4 separate regions of the Mus musculus genome follow, and all the other regions are linked to region 2. The links are chromatin contacts, called in public promoter capture Hi-C maps. All regions are on one chromosome and are shown on one strand. Each heading gives the region's core, a stretch centred on a gene start, on an enhancer-like site or on the middle of the called end of the contact. The rest is flanking DNA. Distances are from core to core; before and after follow the strand shown.

Region 1 (3,841 bases), core at 382-2,881, 680 kb before region 2:
GTCATTTTACATGTATGTGTATACACACACACACACAGTGTGTGTGCGTGTATATATATGAAAATTGTTGCTGATATTCTGATCCTAGCTTCTAGGACATCAAGGTACCTAAATAAACATTTCAAGGAATTTCCTATGGGGGGGATGGCTTATGCTTGTCAGAGACTTTTAAACAGTTGATAAAAGAACATGTCATTAACAGCTGATTAAAAAAAAAAATCTCAAGAAACTGAATCCTAGAATCTTTCCATGTAACAAAGTCTCTAACTCCTGCTATAGACGTTTCCAGGAGCCTATGCATCATCTTGCAAGCATCTACTAAGTACTTTCCATTGGTGGAGAACCAGAGAGGTTCAACAAGATGTATTTCCTCTCTCTTCTGAAGCCCACGGTTCTATTAACTGCTGCTTTATTCGAAGGCTGGGTGCAAATGAGAAGATGTTAATAACACAGCTGCTGAGCGCTGTGTAGAACTGTGACTTAGCAAGCACAGGCCCTGTTTGCAGAGGAGCACACTGAGACTCACAGAGGACTTCAGGACTTAGCAACCTTATCATAAGGAAGTTACAGGAAGGTCAACCACAATCATCTCGGCCACTAAAGACATACACATTTCAGAGTTCACAAATGCCTGCTCCACTGGTGTTTTCTTTTCCATTAGAAGGTGGAAGGAGTGATGTTACCACTCATTTCAGAGATAAGAAAGGGAGGCTCCATGAAGTGACAAAGCTTGTTTACAGTGGCACATCTGACTGAGTGGCTTTATCTGTGAAACTAGAATATATGTGCCCCTCACTTCTTACCAGTCCCCTCTAGACAAATGGTTCTCAACTGTCCTAGTGCTGTGACTCTTCATGTTGTGGTGACCCCAACCATATGATTATTTTTGTTGCTACTTCATAACTGTAACTTTGCTACTGTTATGAATCTTAATATAAATATTTTTTTGAAGATAGAAGTTTGCCAAAGTGGTCATGACCCACAGACTGAGAAACACTGTTCTAGGCTGTTATAAAGAGCAGAGTTCATACATGCCCTGGGTTAGGCACTCAGGAGGTCTTATACATGGCAGTTATTACTTTGTAATGTGTTGACAGAAGAGCTGTAGCCTATTGGAAGCAACATCTTGGCTCTTACTTCAAAGGCTGATGATTATCATCAGAGGTAGGATCAGAGAGCATAGATGAGGGACACCAGGCTGCAGGTACTGAACTGAGGACCACTATACCCCAGTATCTCTTGCCTTGCCTCATCTGACCCTCCCAATAGCTCCAAACAGAAGGGGCAGGAGGCAATGGCCACTGGAGAGCAGTCCTGGGCTTAAAGGTTCTGTGAGTGGGTGTTGAGAGTGGGTCAGAATTGGGCCTTCTCTCTGTGTTCCCAGAGCTGCCTCAGCAGCACAGATCAGCCCTTGTAGGCTCTATGAGGCTGGGCTGGAACAGGCTTTTGATTTCCTTCCACTCCTGGCTGGAGGACTTGCCGGTTAAGCTGTGTGGAGTGTTTACTTTTTCAACAATGGCTGCAGGCTGAAGAAGAGGAAAAACCCTGGCCTCCTTTCTTGACTTAGCAGGCCAGGGTCCCCTTAGTAACCGAATTGTCTCCAGCACTGGGCTCCAGGCAGGAGCTGGGTCGGCAGTTTCCTCTCATGGGACAATGCTGCCCTGCCGGTGGCAAGGCCTCTTCTAAAGGGGCTGGCATGGGCTCAAGGGGCTTCCTGAAGCTCATAGTTCCCAAGGAAAGAATCACAGGCATCTTGGCTAGAGGATGCTCTCTCCTGAAAGGCTGTGGTTGCGAGTGTTGGTGGAGAAGGATGGTTCCTGAGTGTGTTAGCTCACTTCTCTTCAACATCATGCTGGCAAGAGCCTATTATCTTCAAGGCAAAGGTGGAGGCTCAGAGACAAAGCAAACTGCCTAATGCCACATAGCTAGGGAGGATAGCAGTCCTGGTTGTGGTTAGTCTAACTCTAACACTTTTCTGAAGAGAGCAGATTCATGGATCCAGAATCCCAGGATTCATACTGAGCACCTTTACATGTGGGCAGTCACAGCTGATTCTCTGGGCCTGCTTTCTGTTGTGCGAAACCAGACTTGCCTTTTGTAATATAAAAATTACATATGCTTCCTCTACAGAAAGCCGGAGCTTACCATTTGGAGCCATCACTCTAAACTATTCCCTTTTGCGTTTCTTCTTTCTACCTCTGCTCTAAATCCTTTGCACTGCGTCGCCCCCCCCCCCCACGCCCCCCTTGGTTTTTCATGTTGATTACAGCATAAGCAATACTCCACTTCATTAAAAGCTAAGTGACAGTTACTAATTGCTCCAGAGTGTTCTGCTACATGGAAGCAAACTCAACCAAGGCCACTTGGCTGAAAATTACCTCAAGTGTTTAAGACATTAATATATATCACATGGTCATAAAGTCTGAAGGCTGGAAGTTCTGTGTTTCAGGACAGATTCCTAGAAGTGGATTTTAGTTCCCATTCCTTAAGAAGTGTCCCTGGTGAATTCAACTTGGAGAGATATCTTTTCTTCTAATTATTTTAAAGCCATTTTATCCACAGCTTGTGTTTCCTACTCTAAGTGAAGAAAAATCAGCAAAGACATGAGCAGATGTCAAAATAGTCCTCCAAAAATTCTTCCCAATTAGAACACTTACGAGTACCGCAGCACACCGAGACAGCTCTCCGGTAGCTTGTCCCACCAACACATTCCCTCTCTTTTTAGTTACAGCATATGCCAAGGCTCCTGCCAGCTGCAAACCCTTCCCCCACCAGACTCCATAGGCTTCTCCTCAGAATGGGAAGAAGGGGGAAAAAGCAACAACAACAAAAACCCTCAAATAACATTGATGTACATTGTCCAAATGACATTTTTTTAAAATCTAGAAACACAAAAACAGCAGCACTCCATCATATTATTCATTAAAATATTAAGATGTCTTTCCTGTGTACTTTTGTCACAGTCTTAGCTTGACCCCTTTCTTTGGGCCAGGCAAGGGACAACTTACAGCACATGAGAAGCTCACGAGTAGCCAAGAGGACACCAGTTTTCTCAGAGTCACCTTTAGCACTGTACTAGACAGAACATTACAAATCTTCCAGGTTCCCAGTTAGGAAAAGAGAACAGGACAATACTAGCTGTATGCTCATTGTGCTGTTTAATTTTATGTCAATTCAACACAAGCCAGAGTCACTGGATAGGGAGGGAACCTTAATTAAGTAATGCCTTCATGTTGGGTGATGGTGGTGGTAGTGACTGCATTTAATCCCAGCACCCAGGAAGCAGAGACAGGTGGATTTCTGTGAGTTTGATGCCAGCCTGGGCTACAGTGCTAGTTCCAGGACATACAAAAAACCCTGTCTCAAAAAACAAAAAACAAAACAAAACAACAACAACAACAACAAAAACAGAAACCGAATCAAACCGAACCAAAACAAACAAATGAAATGCTCTTCATAAGATCAGGCAGGCAAGCCTGTTTAAGGCATTTTCTTATTTAGTGATTGATGGGGGAGGGCCCAGTCCATTGTGGGTGGCACCACTGCTGGGCTGGTCATCCTGAGTGTCATAAGAAAGCAGGCTGAGTAAGCCATAAAAACAAGCCAGTAAGCAGCACCCTTCCACAGCTTCAGCATCAGCTCCTGCCTCCAGGTTCCGACTTGCTTGAGTACCTGTTCTGACTTTCTTTAATAGTAGACTATGATCTAGAAGTGTAAGCTGAAGAGACCCTCCCTTCTTCAACTTACTTTTTAGTCATAGTGTTTTGTTGCAGCAACAGAAACCCTGATTAAGAAACTCATTGTGGGGTTGGTGAGATGGCTCAGCAGATAAGAGGGCTGA
Region 2 (3,881 bases), core at 170-2,669:
CGCAACGATTCAGTAAATTCCTTTTAAATCACAGAGCTAAACTGGAAAGAAAAAATGTGGAATGAAGACCCACAATCTTTCCAACAAAATATTTCCAACAAAATAGGTCAGCAAGTACAATACACTAGTCGGGCAAGCCTGGAAAACTGAATTCCATTGTAAGAAGCCACATGAAGCTCAGAATGGACTCCACCAAGTTGTTCTCTGACCTCTACACTTGTCCCATAGCATATGTACAAGCACATACACAGAGAAAATTTAGGAAACAGTCACCTCTATTAGTTTTTGAAATGTGACTCTCTTCACCCCACTAACAACATTAATCGCTAGCCTTTATTATCTTTACAGTTTATTTCAGGATTTATCTCCATTTGATGGATAGAGATTTAACTCTGTAAAAAAAAAAAAAAAAGGCTGAGGGCAGAGTGGCTCTCCCAACGTTGTGGAGGCAGAAGCAGGTAAATTTCTAGTTTAAAGCAGCCTGATCTACAACAATCGGGGCTATATAATGAGACCCTGTCTCAAAGGGGGGGGGGGGGGGGGGGACTAAACTGCCCAAGTAGTTCACTAGAAACAGTATGGAAGCATTAAACATCTAAACAAACCAATTAATCCCAAATTCTGTGCTTTCCCATTGTAGCATCCTGCTTCCTAGAGTACCTTAGGAAAAGCCAAATTGCCCTCATGTGTAAAACTTCAAAATGAGTAAATACAAACTATTTAACATGTAAAACCTCTTGATCAAGGCATTCCCTAATAAAAGCCGATTCTCATGATGCACTCTGACAGTTCTAGCTGGAAGCTTGAGTCCAAGTGGTCTAACTACGGTTAATAGGTCAGTTACCGCTACGGTCGGCCTGTCTAGGCTTACCTTATACACCACCCCCGCGATGGTAGTGCCAGTTTTCCGAGCTTTCGGGAGCTTGAACCCCTTTTTTGCGAAATCCGCTTCCAAGACAGCATTCCTAAGGGAAGGCACAGAAATCAAGTGTTAGAGGACAAGACCACTGGCGAGAAGAGTGGGTGCTTAGGAAGGAACTCAATTTTCTTCCACCCCAGTGTGATCACTGGATTCTCCCATTATTAGCACCATCGGCGAGGAATTACAGATCGGGGCGGTGACCCAATCCCTCCAAAGCCACAGGAAAGTCCAAATCCTTACACACTGGCAAGGGGAGAGGGCCGCGCCGGCCTCAGAAGCAGCCCGCGCTGGGGCCCGATTCCCTGAGTCACACGGCCGCGGGCACCATCCCCACGCTCGCCTCACGCCCCCGACCCCGGCCGCAGCCCAGTTCCGATCCGGCGTACAGAGTTCCCACTCGGGTCCCGATCGCGCCCCCGGGCATGAACACACCTGCGACAATTATCAAAAGAAAAGCCTCCGACCGGTGGCTGAAACACCGACACAGCCGCCATCTTGCCAAGAAAGTGTTTCCGGGCCGAGGGCGGAGCGACAAAAAAAGAACTTAGCACTTCCGGCGCCGCGAGAGACCGGGACGAGAGGGCGGGGCAAACTTCGAACTGGCGCTCTTGGACATAGAGTTCTTGAGTTCTCACTTCCTAGAGAGGCTTGGGTCTTTGAAGTAGTTTTGCCTCAAGTCCTGGGAAGGGGAAACTGACGATCAGCCGAAGGGATGGAATTTGTTAAATCAGATAATAAAATTCCCCCAATAACCAAATCTCCTGACGCTCAGACCAGATCTGTTTCTGCGGTTAAACTAGAATCCGGCGTGTATCAGGGACATCCACACACCCCAGGTCCAGGCAAAGCCGCTGAGCAAATCCCTTTCAACTCCCTTATTTCCTACTGTTAGTGTGTAACGGAGCTTTCACCTTCCTCAGAAAGGCAAACAGACACATGGAAAGACGTTTCGTGCCCTGAGTCACGAGGACAAGGCAACCCCAAGCCCCCAGTGAGACACTGCTTTGGACCCACTACAATGACTGGAGTTGGACAGAGAAAAACTCTCTGTGACAGGTGGGAATATAAAACGGTCATCTGCTCCGGAAAACGAACTGGATCTTAAACCAAAATTATCACTGTCATACCTACCCAGAAGAACTGGAAAGCTAAGTTCACAGATGCTTCTAGGCAAATGAGCATAGCAACCAGGTACCTAACAGGCAAATCGGGAAACAACACAAATGCCCATTGACGGATGAATGAGTAAACAAAATGTGGAATATCAGCACAGTGAAACAGTATTAGGCCGTAAAAGGGAAGGGAATGTGATACCTACTAAATCAGGGGTGACCCTGGAAAACAATTTGCTAAATATAAAGAGACTAGGCATGGAGAAGAAGAACCACATTGTATAATTACATTCACATGTGATATACTATACATTCATGTGGTAATCATGTTCACATGCCTGTGGGTACATGTGGGTGTATGGTTAATGTTGGGAGTCCTCCACCACTCTCCACTTTACTCTTTCAGTCATCTTCCCTCTGGGCCATCTCCCCAGCCTTAGAGAGTTCCATTTGTATGAAGTATCTCAAAATAGGCAAATCTGCAGAAGCATAAAGTGAATCAGTAGTTGTTAAGGCTGAAGGAGAGGCACTGGATTGTTTATGGGCACAGAATTCATAATGTTACCCAGCACTATGAGTGCAGTGTTATGTAATTTTAAGAAAATCTTCTACTGATGGAAATGTGAGGCTTGCTGCGGAAGTCAGGAAAATATTTTTAAACTTATTTAGGCAATAAGTGACACCCTCCATGACTGTGAAATGAATTCATTTACAAATATTTATTAAGCACCTACTATGTCCTATTATGATTGTAGCTGAAGACAGACGGATGGATAGATAAATGAATGAATGAATGAATAACATCCTAAGGATCTAGAACCAGTGTCTCAACCATATTTTTAGTAAATGTTCACTAAAAATTAAGTTCCATCTGATTGCATCTCTGGGTCTTTTGAAATAAAGAAAATAAGTTCTAATTTTGAAGCCCTGTGCTAAGAATAGGCTCGGAGAGTGGGTCCTAGCCCAGCTTAGCTTGAGTGCTTGCTTGCTGAAAGCCACAGGTGAAGATAATAACTCCTTGTAATGATGTTTCTGCAGCTAGAGAAAACAAAGGTCACCTGTCAAAGCCCCAGAAAATAGGCAAAAGGAATTCATAGTCCTTATATTCCCAAACTCCTGAACTGTAAGGCAATACATTTCTGTTGTCTATGCCATCCAGCTTAGAGTAATTTGTTATGGCTGCCTATCAAAGTCAGACGCCTCACAAGTTTACAGTCCAAAGAAGAGAAAAACCCAGAACAAATCTTTTTGGTGGTGGAGTGTAAGTAGGATCGGGCTGGTTTAGAAGTCTGGGAGTGTAATCCTATGAGACACACAAGAGGAACAGATGAAAAATGACAAAATCAACTTTTAGACATGGCTTTTGGGGAGTCAGAGTTCTGAGCCTGAAGCAGAGGAAGGCACGGCAGTGGGAAAATGACTGTGTCCTTCTGTGGGGTCTGATGGCAGTGGAAAAATGACTGTGTCCTTCTGTGGGGTCTAATGGCAGTGGGAAAATGACTGTGTCCTTCTGTGGAGTCTGACAGAAGTTATGGAGTCCTTGCCAGGCTGATCTGAAGAAGTGTCATTGCCTCTAGAGATGGTCGGCAAAGCCCAGCAGAGGGCGACTGGGAACCTCGAGGAGACCTGGGAGTAGACAGTAAGTGGCTGAGCCAGAGGCCTGCCAATGAATAGCAGCTCCAGGCAGACCAGGCATAATCAGTAAAGCTTTAGTCATTAAGAGCCCTGCTCAGCTTTCTTTTTTACCTTCAGTGCTGTTCCCTGGAACTGCAACCCACTCCAGAATGCTCATCCTTTGTCTTGGACACTTCCCTACCTACTCCTTGGCTACCAAGCTAATGATCAGT
Region 3 (4,402 bases), core at 1,702-4,201, 630 kb before region 2:
AAGCTGCCTCTGTGCTCTGATCTACATTAATCAGACAATTACTGAGCATCCACTATGTGTACACACCATGCCCTCAAGCAAGTTAAAATAGACAGAGAAAGATCAAAATGCAAACAATCAACTTCAACACAAAAGTATTATGAAAGAGGTGCTATAATAGAGGTTCAAGTATGTCAGTATATATAGAAGGAATCCCTGATTCTGCCTAGGGCAAGCATCGAGCAGGAGAGATTGGCTCATCAGAGCTTTCTGAGCTGTGTGAATGAAGACAGAGAGGCTGCTTATATTCCTTCCTTTAGGAGGCCAGGTGAGCCATGTGAACACAGCAGCTACTTGGGCCACTCAAGCTCTGTTGAATGACCCTTCAGTCAGTGACTTAGTGACTTGTAGGACATGACTGGAGACACAAAACCTTCATGTTGTTATGATTACTCTTTGTGGCTTGAGGATTTCACTGTCACCACCATCAGTCATACACACAGAGCATGCAAAATGTTCCAGGATCTCTACCACCTTCTTTGACTCTGAAAGTTAGGTCATAGGTCACTGCCTACAAAGATGACATTCAGTGACAAGTGGCATTCATAGAATGAATAGTGTATAATCAGTGCTGGGTTATGGTTTTACCTCTTCTATGATCATGAACCCTTATCAGTCCCACTTTTAGAGTAAGAAGCAGAGAGATGTCAGAGGTCAATTTGCCCATGGCCAAGTGGCTAAAAATGGCGTAAGGGGATTAAATATATGGCAGAGACAGGCAGTGTCAGAACATAATGACCCTGACTTAAAGTCTGATTCTCTCTCCTCCAACCCTGCTGTCCTTTTTCGTAGGAAGATTCTACCCACAGGACTGTCTGAGGCACCTAGCTGGGAGATTCAGTAGCCAACAAGCTAGGAGAAAAGCAAACCTGTGATTTTCTCTTATGTTTGTACAAATCCTTGTGTGCATGGCCTGGTCTCCCAGCACTCCAAAGTGACCATATATGCCACTTTCAAAATCATCAGAGGAAATGATAAATCCTCGTCCAACTAACATAGTACAAAGTGCTTCAGTGTTGCTTCCTTAACAAATGCCTTTGAGATGTGTGCCAAAGTGGGCCCCATTTAGAGATTTTCAAACATATTAAGAGGGAAGTAATTTTAATATTGCCCATTTGTGTTTCTTGGGTAGAGGTATGAGTTATAAGTCATAAGAAATAATCTCTTCTGCTAAAACCTAAAGAATACCCAGGGCTGGAGACATTTCAGTGGCTAAACAGATTGTTGCATAAGCTTGAACATTTGAATTTAGAGCTTTAGAACACATAAAAAAGCTGGGTGTGGTAGTACATGCTTGCAACCCAGAGCTGGGGGCTGAAGACAGGAAGATCCTGGGGCTCACTGGTCAGCCAGCCTAGTGTAAACAACTAGATTCAGGTTGAGTGATAAATTGTCTCAAAATAACAAATAGTAATAATGTAGAGAAATGATTGAGAAAAGGCATCCCAGTGTCAGGTTCTAGTTACCACATACACTTTCAGGTGAGTACAACTGTACATACACAGACACACTGCTCCCCACCCCTACCACAGAAAAAAATATATTTATTCTGCAAATTGCCCCTATTGCTCAAGTAATATAATTTTAGGTATGTTTTAACGAAGTGGCTAAAAATCCCTATCTTGCTTCTAGATCTATTTTCACCAATGCATCCTGAGTCACATGGTGGGTTGCTCTAGCCTCCACAGCACTATGAGAAGCTGGATTATGCCTAGAGATGCCCTTCTCTAGACTGGCCAAGGCCACAACCAAAACTCACAAAGAGAAGATCTCTCAAAGAACTAAGTGCTAGTCTGTCTTCACGACTGCTTTCTAAACAAACATGTACAATCTCAGTTATACAGTTCTAAGTGGAGATGAACCAGTGGTACATAACCAACAATACCAACAAATTAATATTGTTCCTGAGGGGAAGAACAGTATGCTCCATGAACCCAAATCTGGTTGCATATCAATCAATAGGGAAATCTGGAAAAACAAAATAAAACATCCTGGGTTCTTCACTAGACCTTTTGAACTGAAGTGTTTGGAGATGCTGTCTGTGAACCTGCTTTTTAAGCATGGATCCTGGGTGTTTCTAACAGTATTTGGAATTGCTTATAATCTGAATGCTCTGTCTAGTCCAAAGCAGGTGTTCAGTGTTTGTTCCAACTACAGAAGTGGCAACAGAGGAGGATAAAAATCAGTGTGGCAACTGGGGTGGGCTGAGGTTGTATTAAAGAATCACACACTCTACTGCTAACACACTATTGTATTATAGTCTCCTCGACATCACAAGGCTCTTCTTGCTCCAGTTACAGTTCAAGGTAAACAGAAGAAAACCAACTTACACATAATTAAATGAATACAGTTCAAAAAGCAGTGAATTATATTTATGTTTTAAAAACCGACATAAATAAAACATAGCAATCTTTTCTCCTGCTTCCTATCAGTGGAGGTTTCTTTCATTTACTTTGAATGGTTTTTCATATTCTCTGAGCCACGATAAAATTTTATGTAATGGAGATTAGAGAGGCTATGCTACTCGTGAGTTTGGCTGCTGAGCCTGTATTTCATGCCACTTCATTACATTTTGTTAAGGATTTCCCTCTTCACCAAAAGGATTAGCTTGCTTCTCACTTCTTTGAATACTCTTCTTAGGTTGTCAGTGTGACTAGGTTAATCTCAACCCCACCCCCTCTCTCAACATATAAAAGATGAACAAACAAAATGTTCGATTTATTTTATTTTTTAAATAGAACACTAAATTTAGTCTTAGACTTCACTGTTTGGGAAGTTTCCAGTTACAAGGTCTTGGCTTCCCTTGAGCACAGTTTGAAACAAAATAATGCAGTTTGTTCCTACGGCTGGAACATGCAGAGTGGAGTGTGCAGGCAAAGAGGCCCTGGCTCAAGTCCAGTGTTTCAAACCTCCTTAAACTGCCACTCTCTTCTTTGCTTCAAGGGCTACAGATAAGCAAACAGGATTAGTTTGTTCTCGTGCAGAACCAGGAAAGCTTTGCACATGCTGGTAAGATGCCTGGCCACCGCCTGGGCTGACACAGCCATGTTAAGGTGGAGTTCCTCCAAAAAGAAGTGAAAATTAAAGCAAATCTGAAAATGTGTCTCAGCTACAAACTGTCCTTTCTCAGGTCACCAGAGCAGATGGTGTGCACAGACAATGGACTGCTGTCTGTATGAGTGAGTATGATGGGGCAGGCAAGGTTGGGAAAGGATCCAGGACTTCTCGTGAACACTGAAACATCTACAAAGGCCAAGCTGGGGGTGTGGCGACAAGACACAATTATCACCTACCACTTGTCCAGGGCATCAGTACACAGACCCTACCCAAGTCCTACATTCTCTGGGGAAAATGTGTGTTTGTCTAGCTGAGAAGAAACGGAAAAAATAGCTTTGTGTTAGTTTTTTTCTTTTCTCTAAATGAGGTATACTAGAAAAATTTTAATTGTAAACTATAATTACATTAATGCATACTAATGTAATTATATATGGGATCTATTCATAATTACATGTGGAAACTCAACTGCATAATTGATTTGCCATCGAATAGTGCTTTCTTCACCCATCCCCTGGATAGTCTAAATAAATCCCTTAGTGAAGTAAATATGACTTTACATCAATTAGCTGGAGAGTCTGGGGTTTCGAAAGTTCTTCTAGCACCCCTAACTTATAATGGGGGCAGTTACAGTCAAGAAACAGAAAGCTGGAAGAAGTACAGCCCATGGCCCCTGAAGCCATTGTGCTGGCTCAGAGTCCTACCCCCACACTCTGATCAAGGTAGCTGGGGAGACTGGGCAGACATGAAGTCTAACAAAGCACTGACAATGGTAGAGGAAGGGGCATTGGCCAAGAGAGGGAGGTGTGCATCCCTTGTGCCAAGATTTGAGCTGGGCACATGGTGGTAGTGTGTGTGTGTGTGTGGGGGGGGGGGCTGTTGCTTATGAAATCTGAAGTGAAGAGCTTAGCTGTGTGCATGTGAAGGCAACAGCAAGCACGCACTCAGATCTATGGTCATTGGAATCAAGCCAAGAATTTTTCTGGGTGCACAAGTGTCATGAGGTACTCATGACAAGTGGAGAGTTACCAAGGAAGCAGTATGAGGTAGCCAGAGGGTCTTGTTCCCAAAAGAAGTGGTTTTTAATTTTATCTCTTCAGCTCATCTTATACAAGGCATTTCAACTTTTTGGTTGTTAGTATTTTTATGTACAAAAGGGTAATGAAACCAAGTTGCTCCTGGGGTTGTTACAAAAACTAATGGGAATATGATAATCACAGATGCCATAGACATACACACATGCAAATATACCTGTGGACATATGAGTATGCACAAGAATGTATGTTACATAGCACTTCATACACTGAAT
Region 4 (4,019 bases), core at 1,048-3,547, 540 kb before region 2:
CGTTACCTCAGGCAAAATGCAATTACAAGAAGCAGCAGCTACTATCACTTAAAAGAAAGAGCACTCATCCTCCCATCAAATATTCCATGAGCATTTAAAAGGGATTTAAGTACAAAAATCAGGGGGTGATTCTCCTTCCAAATGTACAGATTCCACTTCAAATAGCAAACTTGCTGGGCTTCTCTCTCTCTCCACACTGGTATGTCTTCTCCTCTTTATCTTGATCCCATGGCTTCTTACCTCACTTATAACTGGGTCCTAAAACTGTCACCAAAGTAGTAACACGTAAATATGACTATGACACTCTCTGACTGGTGATTTCCCAGACTGTTCTTCACTGACTTCTGAATCAAGCTACAAGTCCATGTCCACAGCATGTGAAATCCTTGATCTTAGGAAGGGGGGGGGGGGCTCTTAACCTCCTCCCTCAGTTCAGGGACTGAATGGCTTGACACTGCAGAAACTCTGGGCTCTCCTGGTTATAGGCCTGTGCTATCTAACCTACCCAGAGTGATTTTCCTTATCATCATCTCTGTTCCAATTTGCCAGCCATGTTGGGGAATCCTCTTAGTAGCCCTTGAGGTCTCACCTCCCACCATTACTAAGTGAGGCATACTTCCTCCCAGCAGGGCTTCAGGCTTTTACAAGCATTCAAGTTTTAACATGTTCAGATCACTGGTTTGATCATAGCTCCTATAATCCACAACTTATCTCTTTATCTCCACTGTTAACTGCAGCTAGGCTCAAGGTAGAATGCAGGCAACAGTTACTGACCTGATGATTTGCCATTCCTGATAAACAGACTATTATCTAACATCAAATCTACTCTAGTATGACCTTTGCTTCTGGTCAAAATACTAAGAAAATTCCAGGTTTTCCTTAGTTCATTATTCTTAAAGGCACTGGACTAGTCTAGGCTTTGTATTCTTAGCACTTGGTACCCACTCCCATTTTTTAGAGTCAATTGGGCTCTTCTAATTAACCTGCATTTCTCATCTTAGCCCTCAGATATAATTCAGCCACACTATAAAACGAGCCCCATTCATCAAGACAGACCAAAAGAGGGAGGATCCAAGAGTGCACACCTGTGGAATATCTAATCAACCTCTAAACTAGCACACCTAAATTTCCTAATGAGCCTGAAGTAGGAATTTCACTCTTTAATGGCACTGAAAAGCAAACAGTGTGTGCTCAATGTGGCTGGCTCCAGGCCAAATGTGACTTCAACTCTGATACAAAGAGTCAACCACCAGGCATGATCAGGGAGGAGGAGTAGGGAGGAAAGGGTGGACAGGGAGGAGAAGCAGGGAAGAAGGGGGAACACAAAATCATAAAACAGAAAAACAAAAACAAAACAAAACCAAGAACATCTCCCAAGCTTCCTTCCAAGAGGCTGGGTTTATTCAAAACAAAAGGGAGGCTACAGACTGGAGAGGGGCGGAGGGGGGCAGCATGGACTTGAGGACTGAGTAGCAGAGCTCCCAAGGCTGCAGAGCCTGTGCTTCGGTGCTCAGAATCTGGATCCTATTCTCTTAGAGAGCAGGTAGTACTCTACCAGGAGAGGTACAGTTTGCTCTTTCCTCTAAAGGACAGTCTAACAACTAAAAGCCTGAGGAGAACAACAATAACCCGCCCCCCAACAACCAAACAGCAGATAAACAGAGATCATCCCCAAGGCCTTTGACAAAACTGTCAAAACCCAAACTTGAAATTCAGATTTTGACTAGTATTTTCAATGGGTTTTTAATAATTTAGAAGCATAAAATTAGCTTTATAGATTACCATTTAAAATGGCTGGAAAAAAAAAAAGCTAGGAACAAATCCATCTTCAGGAAATTCTTACGGAAGTCACAATTTCAACCCACTTTTACTTTTACCATCAAACATACCTGCCATTGCAGGACCTCTCAGTACAAGACACCAATTATGCCATAAGCCTAATTGTCAAAGCTTCAGCTAGAACTGAAAATTTAGAAGTTGAATATGAAACACTCTTGTGACCCTCATTATATTCTTGTTCAAAATCTTCACTATCAGTAGTGTAATTGTGAGTTAAATGCTAACATTCAGTGATATTCACAGACAGATTTTACAAAGCCTTTTAAAATGCTTGAAAGCTTTAAAGCCCAGGTCTCTGATGTGACAATGCTTTGCAAACTGACCTGGGGAAAAAAAGTCTGCTTCTCTCCAGCATGCAAAGGCAGCTTCCTAGACCACAGGCTCTACAGTGTGCTTTGGAAGTGGTTCAGCATCGCTCTCCTCATAACTCAAATCCTGGTTTGTGTCTGTCTTTATAGGTCATTGTTGGCCAGATGGAAAATATTAAGGGAAAGATATTGCAACTGAAACAGCAGGCTGTAGTAGTGCGCGGTCGCAAGGCCCCAGTTAAGCACAAGCAGATCTGCAGGTGGGCTGTTCCCTGCCACAAACCAGCTCTGGTGCATCCTCTGCTCAGCAGCAGGAGGGCCTGGCCAGCTGAGAGCCACCACTGTGCCAAACAGACTGTGCGGGGTCTCACTGCTCGGATGCTTCCAGAGAAAGAAGGAGAATCGATGGGTTCCTTTGTAAACAACTTGTGCTTTTAGGCTGTGGCCAACTTCAAAGGGGGAATAACTTAATCCAGTCACAAATTATGCCATGTACATCTTCAGGTTGATTTTTTTACTTGAGCAATTATGTGATCGCTTAAAACTGGTTTCTTGCAGGTAAATGACAAATAACAAAAGGAAAGTTAGGCAGGGCATTTAGCAAGCAGGAAATACTGTACAGCCAAATGTAGTTGCTATTTTTTGCTTAAACTAATTTTCAGCAAAATTTGATTTCTTATATTTTTGGTTGTGAGCCTAGCCTTTAATAACTGATCCATCTCTCCAGCCCAAAATCTGATTTCTTATGAGTGAATGCAGACTTCAACTTCAAAGTTTGCGCTGTGGTACAATGTTCCTTCATGAGTCCATCTCTGTATATGAGGCCTGGCTCAAGTGTGGCCCATCCACACATATTTGTGCAATAAAAACTTCAAGTTGTTACTAATGACTAGTCTTTATCAGTGGCTTAGTTCTTGTTTTGAAATGATATAGGGTAGCTGCTATCATCAGGAATCCCATTACACAAAGAGCCAAGACAGCTCAGTAGTAACTTACCTAAAATTAAATCTAAATCTGAAGAAGCTCACAGAATCTATGTGCCTGTCTCTATCTTATGAACATGAAGGAATAATGATAGCAGAAGGAAGAGCCTCTGGCTTTGGCAATTACCCAGGTACAAGCACTCAAGATAGGCAGTAATAAATTTGTGCCCAACAGCCAATAAGGAATATCAAAAAAAAAAAAAAATAGAGAGCAAGTGAAGAGATTTTAAGATTTACTTGTTTTATGTATAAATGTTTTACCTGCATATTTGTGTGTGTGTGTGTGTGTGTGCGCGCAATTTATAAATACAGTATCTGTTCTGTGTGTGTTCACAGACAAGAATGCTTGTGTGCATTCTGTGCAAATGGTAGAAATCAGAAGAAACCATCATATTCCCTGGAACTGGCTACTGGTACTTGTAAGCTGGTGCTGGGAAACTGAACCCAGGTCCTCCACAAGAGAAACAAGTGCTCTTAACCAATAAGCCATCTCTCCAGGTCCCACAATATAGATTATCCAGAGAGACCATAGAAACAGACCTTTGAAAACACTTAGTGCCTGTAAAACTTTATAAGGACATTCAAAGCAATTTTGAGGAGACAGCTCCAAGAAATTTTTACAGATTTGAAAATGTATTTCATCACCCCACCCCCACCCCCCAAAATGTTCCATGAGCTAATAAAGTTGGAAACAGTCTTAGAGGACAAAATAAAAAGGTCCAGGGATCAGCACTGAGGATCTGTGTTCAAGTCCTGCCAACAGAGCAGCCACAGAACCTCAGATCACTGAACTCTGCATTGTCATCTGTCATTTACCCAGTTGTCACAAGAACTGAGTAGGATGGTGAATGCTAAAAGTATTAGGCATGCTGTGCTCCAAGTGAGTGAG

What was found. Promoter capture Hi-C pulls out the DNA fragments that hold promoters and counts their contacts.
Region 1: a promoter capture Hi-C map of hippocampal neurons shows a contact between it and region 2, with 4 times the contacts expected there. The contact joins the enhancer-like site here to the promoter of Psmb7 in region 2. A contact is called at or near these places in 10 of 39 promoter capture datasets (the 3T3-L1 cell line, 3T3-L1-derived adipocytes, the C10 cell line and 6 more), 1 of 484 Hi-C or Micro-C datasets (bone marrow-derived macrophages) and 3 of 115 datasets of contacts at active chromatin or transcription factors (embryonic forebrain, large pre-B cells and stem cell-derived neural progenitor cells).
Region 3: a contact with region 2 is called in a promoter capture Hi-C map of hippocampal neurons, with 2.6 times the contacts expected there. The contact joins the enhancer-like site here to the promoter of Psmb7 in region 2. A contact is called at or near these places in 9 of 39 promoter capture datasets (the 3T3-L1 cell line, 3T3-L1-derived adipocytes, the C10 cell line and 4 more) and 3 of 115 datasets of contacts at active chromatin or transcription factors (bone marrow-derived macrophages, large pre-B cells and stem cell-derived neural progenitor cells).
Region 4: a contact with region 2 is called in a promoter capture Hi-C map of second pharyngeal arch cranial neural crest, with 2.2 times the contacts expected there. The contact joins the enhancer-like site here to the promoter of Psmb7 in region 2. A contact is called at or near these places in 6 of 39 promoter capture datasets (HPC-7-derived erythroid cells, hematopoietic stem and progenitor cells, hippocampal neurons and 3 more) and 2 of 115 datasets of contacts at active chromatin or transcription factors (the NIH/3T3 cell line and bone marrow-derived macrophages).

What each region holds. Positions count from the first base shown.
Region 1 is chr2:37,962,025-37,965,865 of GRCm38.p6, forward strand. The region is part of intron 11 of Dennd1a (DENN/MADD domain containing 1A); the gene reads right to left. Among named protein-coding and RNA genes, the nearest start is that of Crb2, 190 kb to the left of the region's middle. Within about 2 kb of position 1,632, at least 35 of the 459 cell types and tissues checked have an H3K27ac peak or open chromatin away from gene starts, as enhancers often do. A contact at or near this core is called in hippocampal neurons, where this site is marked.
Region 2 is chr2:38,642,487-38,646,367 of GRCm38.p6, forward strand. It overlaps Psmb7 (proteasome (prosome, macropain) subunit, beta type 7), which reads right to left and starts at 1,420. Exons shown (of 8, transcript NM_011187.1): 1 at 1,355-1,420; 2 at 872-965. The coding sequence starts at 1,416.
Region 3 is chr2:38,010,995-38,015,396 of GRCm38.p6, forward strand. The region is part of intron 9 of Dennd1a (DENN/MADD domain containing 1A); the gene reads right to left. Among named protein-coding and RNA genes, the nearest start is that of Crb2, 240 kb to the left of the region's middle. Within about 2 kb of position 2,952, at least 59 of the 459 cell types and tissues checked have an H3K27ac peak or open chromatin away from gene starts, as enhancers often do. A contact at or near this core is called in hippocampal neurons and stem cell-derived neural progenitor cells, where this site is marked.
Region 4 is chr2:38,098,129-38,102,147 of GRCm38.p6, forward strand. All of the region lies in intron 5 of Dennd1a (DENN/MADD domain containing 1A), which reads right to left. Among named protein-coding and RNA genes, the nearest start is that of Dennd1a, 190 kb to the right of the region's middle. Within about 2 kb of position 2,298, at least 29 of the 459 cell types and tissues checked have an H3K27ac peak or open chromatin away from gene starts, as enhancers often do. A contact at or near this core is called in hippocampal neurons and second pharyngeal arch cranial neural crest, where this site is marked.